Regions from separate parts of the Mus musculus genome. Here region 2 is linked to region 1. Evidence: chromatin contacts called from public HiChIP or PLAC-seq data. All regions are on one chromosome and are shown on one strand. Each heading gives the region's core, a stretch centred on a gene start, on an enhancer-like site or on the middle of the called end of the contact. The rest is flanking DNA. Distances are from core to core; before and after follow the strand shown. Region 1 has its middle 12 kb from the start of Gm41299. Region 2 overlaps Gm34590 (a long non-coding RNA gene).

Evidence for each region. HiChIP or PLAC-seq counts read pairs in DNA pulled down with a chosen protein or histone mark.
Region 2: a contact with region 1 is called in an HNF4G HiChIP or PLAC-seq map of pancreatic cancer cells. The contact joins two enhancer-like sites. A contact is called at or near these places in 1 of 15 datasets of contacts at CTCF or cohesin (the NIH/3T3 cell line), 4 of 484 Hi-C or Micro-C datasets (the AtT-20 cell line, CD4 T cells, the HL-1 cell line and 1 more), 4 of 115 datasets of contacts at active chromatin or transcription factors (CD8 T cells, embryonic stem cells, microglia and 1 more) and 1 of 9 other capture datasets (embryonic stem cells).

What each region holds. Positions count from the first base shown.
Region 1 is chr15:36,854,454-36,857,153 of GRCm38.p6, forward strand. No RefSeq gene overlaps it. Among named protein-coding and RNA genes, the nearest start is that of Gm41299, 12 kb to the right of the region's middle. Within about 2 kb of position 1,273, at least 126 of the 459 cell types and tissues checked have an H3K27ac peak or open chromatin away from gene starts, as enhancers often do. A contact at or near this core is called in the AtT-20 cell line, the HL-1 cell line and pancreatic cancer cells, where this site is marked.
Region 2 is chr15:36,959,495-36,962,475 of GRCm38.p6, forward strand. The region is part of intron 7 of Gm34590 (a long non-coding RNA gene); the gene reads left to right. Among named protein-coding and RNA genes, the nearest start is that of Gm34590, 23 kb to the left of the region's middle. Within about 2 kb of position 1,482, at least 136 of the 459 cell types and tissues checked have an H3K27ac peak or open chromatin away from gene starts, as enhancers often do. A contact at or near this core is called in the AtT-20 cell line, the HL-1 cell line and pancreatic cancer cells, where this site is marked.

The DNA.
Region 1 (2,700 bases), core at 23-2,522:
TTCCTTCTAGTCACTATAAGATTTTATACATTTAAATCTTAGATCAATTTATATTATGTCCTCATATATAGCCTTATTTAGTCTATACCAGATGGCCACCAAGTCATTCTCTTGTACTTACTAACCCTTTAACATTTAGCTGCATATATATATATATATACATATATAGCATACACATATATACACACACATTTATGTGTATGCTATATATGTGTATATATATATATATACATACATGTATGTGTATGTGTGTGTATATATGTATGTATGTTCTGATAGCCTGACATGAAGAAAGAGAGGAAGAAGGAGGCGTATCCATTCACTCTCACTCGGATCCTGTAGAGGTATCAGCAAAGGATCTTTTACTTGTCTAGCAAGGATTATTGGCTACAAAACTTAGAAGGGGCTCTACTGACTTAGGCTAACAAAGGGTTCATTCAATGGATGTGGGCCCCAGTTAGTCAGTGGAGAACTGAGTCGACACTCAGACCTTGGGAGTGATGACAGCAGGCACAGCCCTGGGAGCTCAACACGGATTCCCAGTCACTGTGATTCAGCCAGAACAAACTTCCTGTGTGTCTGTGTTTAGGCTTCAGTTCCTGGGAGGGTTGTCTGATGGGACTTGGTGACTTGCCTACTCCCAATGAGCAGTGGTTGGGGGTCCTCGGATTAGTTGAACGTCAGAGCCATGTGCGTGGTGCAGAGGCCAGCTTCTCCAAGGAAGAAATGCTGGGCAACCAAACCAAACAAAGACTGGCAGCAGCTGTCCACAGTGTTGGTAAAAATAGCAACAATAAAAATAGCAGCGATTTGCTGACTGTTGTCTAGAGGCTGGGAACTGGGCTAACTCTTTCATCCCAGCCACCTTCTTCCCACTTCAGTCTGCCCTTTGACTGGTGAGAAAACAGAAGATGAAGAAATCTTCTTTGAGACACAACCAGTGCTTGACATAACAGGGACTCGGGCTGAGTGTGTCTACCCAGCCAGGCCTCTGCACCACACATCTTAAGATACTGTCCTCTAAGAATGAATGTGGGCTTTGAGTGCTCCAAGGGCTCTAAACACAGCTGTAGGTACTCCCTCTCACATCCAGAGTGCACCTGCTGAATCCTCCTGGAGATGGTTGACTTTTGTGACAGTCCTTGGTGCCCAGCATATTCAGGGTCGAGCCTTTCATTTATTCTGTCATTGAAGCCATCTTTGGCCAACGTGTGCTGTACTGTGTTGGCAACAGCGGCGGATGCTGCTTCTAGCTAGCTGCATAGCCCTCCCTTTGATCTCCTGCCAGTGCCTGAGCAGGCTTTGCTCCACCCCTGTCCCAGGGATCTTAGTCACCACCTTCTCTAGTTCAGAAATGCAGACATGGTGCCCATGCACAACCTGCCCTGGGCCTCTGCAGCTTTGTGGCTGGGCAGAGGAATTAGAATGTCAGTTCCTCACCTAAGTACCCACACCATACTAGAGTGCTTATCCTTAAGTCACACCCCTGTCAACGTCAGCAAGGGAGTCCTAGAAAACTACGTGTTCTTCAGTGTGCCAGCTCCTGTAGGCCATGCCCAAGCCTGCGTGTTTTCTTGTCCTCCCTCCTTTCCTTATTCAGAGATCTGCAAATCTCACCATCCCTTGGGCTGGGCAGCTCCTGGTGGGGTGTGGTCTGAGTTCCTGCCTGTGGAACCCTGGTGACTGAGGTGAGATCTCTGCATGTGACCTCCTCAAGAATGGGTGAGTTGCTTAGATTTCTGCTTTGCATGCCCTACAGCCATCTGGAGTGAGCACAGCTCCTTCTCAGCAGGCCTGGGGTCAATAGGATAGCCACAGGACACTTTATCCTCCAAACCATGTGGGGCTAGGAAAGGCTAGTTCTTGTGGGGGGAAGAGAATTCTCTTTCCCATCTGTGTCTTGGCAGAGAACTAAGAGGACTTACCAGCATTCAGATGGAACAACTGGGATTTACCAATGTCCTCTGTCCAGACTTCAATAGCCTACAAAGCCAGCCAGTGTACCCTGAGGAATGACACTTGGGGTTGACCTCTGACCTCTACATGAGGACATCACCTGTGCATGTGTAACACTGTTGCCATCATCAGATTCTCCCCACCACACACGTGCAAGTGCACACACACACACACACACACACACAGCTTATTCCTCCTCTTCAGATGTAACTGGGTGCCTTTCTAATGGATACAGTGTGACAGACATCATCGGATGTGACTTCCCAGGCTAGGTCACTTGGTTAACAAGCTCATAAATTGCTCACTGGGGTATAAGTGTGTCCCCATCTTGCTATATGGATGTTCAGTGGCTGTCTGCTCACCACATACATGAGCCAAATTGTAAAGGGTTCTCTAGACAAGTGTGTACTGACTACACCTCAGGAGGATTCCTCTTTACTCTGTGGCAAAAAATACCTGAGAGGAACCAACCTGAGTTGAGGGGTGGTGGTGTGATTTTGACTTCTAACCTGAGGGTCTGTCCATCACGTCCAGGAAGGTATGGTGGCAAGAGTGGCTTCCAGCTCTAATGACAGGAACCTGGGGTAGGATAGCTCTGGAGTTGGGCAGCAGAGAGAATCAGTGCCGTGCTCTCTCAGTTGCCCTTTTTGTCCAGTCCATGTTCTGGTGCACTCACACCCAGGGCTGTCTTCCCTACTCTGTCAAACCTCTGTGGACATGCCCTTCAGACTTGGCCAACCTTTG
Region 2 (2,981 bases), core at 232-2,731, 110 kb after region 1:
ATACAAAGGGTAAAAATATTTCCTGATTTGATTTATGGTCAAAAAGCCTGGAAGCCACTATCACATAGTAATGATATTTTCAGTGTTTATAGAACAGAAAACCTTGATCCACCTAGTTTAAGTGACAAATGATGTATTAACTTATATGACAAGATGGTTGGGGACAGGGCAGTTCTACCTAGCTTTGGTTTGTTGGCCACTTGGCAACATCAAGGACCCAAACTTCTGCCCTTTTTGCCCTTTTTCTTCTTTGCAAACTGGCTGCAAGAGTTCCCTACATCATGACATCAAGAGGCAGAAGAGAAAGGTGAGATTAACAGTTTGGGTTTCCTTTTTTAGCCAGCTCTGCGGACCTCAGCTCTATCCACTGCTCTTCAAAATGGATAACTGAAATAAAACGAACAATGTCTCTCTTCAGGCATAGCAAAAACAAAACAAAACAAAACAAAACAAAAAAAAAACCTAAAATTAGTAGATGAAGATAAAGGTGCCTCTCAGAAATGCTTGTCTGGTTTTATTGCTCAGGAAAAAAAAGGGAGAAAGGGAGAACTAGACCACCCAAAGCATGTGTGGGCCCTGCACAACCAGATGCGTGGACTGGCTCACACCCATTTCTCTTCACACTCTGCAATGCTTTCTTTGTAGCAAGTCTAGCCACACACCTCAATTTCCAGGGATTAAGTTAAACCAATCCCTTTGCTTCAAAGTATAAATACCCATGGAGTACAAAGATTAAATATCCAGTCCCTGATCCAGGCGGCTGCAGACAGAGCTCACGATGTGCTGCGGAATCTTTCCCGAGGGCTAGGATTTCTTTCTTTTCTAGGGCGCTATGAAATGTGAAGTGCTAGAGGGCCACCGTTGGACACGGGGATGCTATTTCAGTAATAAAACGCATATTCTTCACAATGCAGATGGCACTCTGAGTTCCACAGATGGGACTGGGGCTCTGGGGAGAGGCAAACAGAAACGGTGGGTGTGGCGAGGCATGACGTCATCCTAGCTAGGGCTTTCTCTAGAACGGTGGCAAGTTTACTGCTGAATCATCCCTGGGGCCAGTTATCGGCATGTCAGTTGGACAAAGGTCCCTGTAATTAAGCCCTGATTCACCACTTACCTCCGCACCATTCTGCTTATGTTGCCTTTGGAGGCCAGACAAGAAACATGAATACATAAAATTAACCTATCTGTGAGAGCTGCGCAGAAGCCAACGCTGTTGTGAAACCAGTGCTATTGCTAGTCTTCTCTCAATAGCACAAATGTAGGTATGTGGACTTGGGTGTTCATTTGCACACACACACACACACACACACACACACACACACACACACACATCCATCAGAGAATGCACATTCTGGACTTTGATCTGAAGTAAATGTTAATTCCTGAAATAATTTGGGATCTATATTTGCTTTGGCTACAAACCGGAGACTCTCTTGCATGCCCAGCAGAGGAAACGGCGTGGGAGAGCCATCTGAGTCCTCAAAGGTCAGCACTTTCATCCTTCTGGAGAGGCACAAACCTGCTGTCAGATGCAGGGCTGCACCCAGTCCCAGGAAGGCAACAGATATAGAGGTGTCTGGCTTCTTTCTCTGGTTAACTCATCACCCACTAACAGTCTGCAAGGGATCAGTGGCCTCAGCTAGTCCCAAGTAGGCCAGAGCGTCCTCTCCATCCAGATACAGGAAGGCCCTTGTCAACATGTTCACTGGCCAACTAAGATAGCCATTGTGGGAGGTATCCAGAAAGGATGAAGAAGTCACAAGAGCCGTGAAAGATGCTTCTCTCTCTCTCTCTCTCTTTTTTTTTTTTTTTTTTTTTTTTGGTTTTTCGAGACAGGGTTTCTCTGTGTAGCCCTGGCTGTCCTGGAACTCACTTTGTAGACCAGGCTGGCCTCGAACTCAGAAATCCACCTGCCTCTGCCTCCCGAGTGCTGGGATTAAAGGCGTGCGCCACCACGCCCGGCTGATGCTTCTCTTTAGTATCATGCTGGACTCAAGTCTCCATCGATGTTGAAGATATTTCCATTGCCTTTATAGGAGTTGGGGTGGGAGGTGAGATGAGCGGGTACGAGTGAGCAGAACAGAGCCATTTACCAATGTCTTGGGACACTTTGACAAGCAAGCCGTCATTACAGAGAACTGTCAAGGCTTAGCATTCCTTTCTACAGAACAACCAGTAATTGGTAAGAGCTAATGTATATGACGTGCTTGCTGTGTGCCCTGCACAGTTGAGAGCTTCCATGCATTTAGACCCCAGACCCAACAGGTCGGTGCTTCTTTACCATTTATAGATGAGGTAGTCAGCCTTGGGGATACTGTGATGGCTCAGTGAGTAAAGATAGTTGCTGTCAAGCTTGACAGTCTGAATTTGATGCCCTGGGACCTACATGGTGGAAAGAGAACTGACTTCCCCAAGCTGTCCTCTGACCTCTACACACACAGAGAGTCACAGACACATACATACAAACGACACACACACAGACACACACACAATAGACACACATACACTAAACAGATGCTTTGTTTTTGTCCTTTAAAGAAAGTAAACCTCAGGCAGAGGAGAGCCTTTCACTGTCTGCAACCACCCTGTTTACCTGCCTGTTTCTAAAGCTGGGTCCTTCCCATTCTGCCGCAGACCCTCTGGGCCCCTTTGTCTGCGTGGAACGGGTCTCTAGTCGCAGGTGGGCAAAGCGTCACAGACTGATGCACACAGGAGAGGTTGTGTAGAATCTGAATGTAATTTGTCAAATCGAGCATCAAACTTTTTATACAGAAGAAAATAGGGAAGTTGGGTGATACACCAGCAAGGTACAAAGAGGTTACTGGATTCTTACACAAAACAGAGGAATACAAACACAGAAGGTCTGACAGGAACCACCTGGGATAGAATTCATTGTTAACAACTGGGATCAAAAAGAGCTCCACCTAAGGTCCACTTAATCTTAGAAGCCAGGGTCAAGGGCTTCGTGCCCTTGCCAT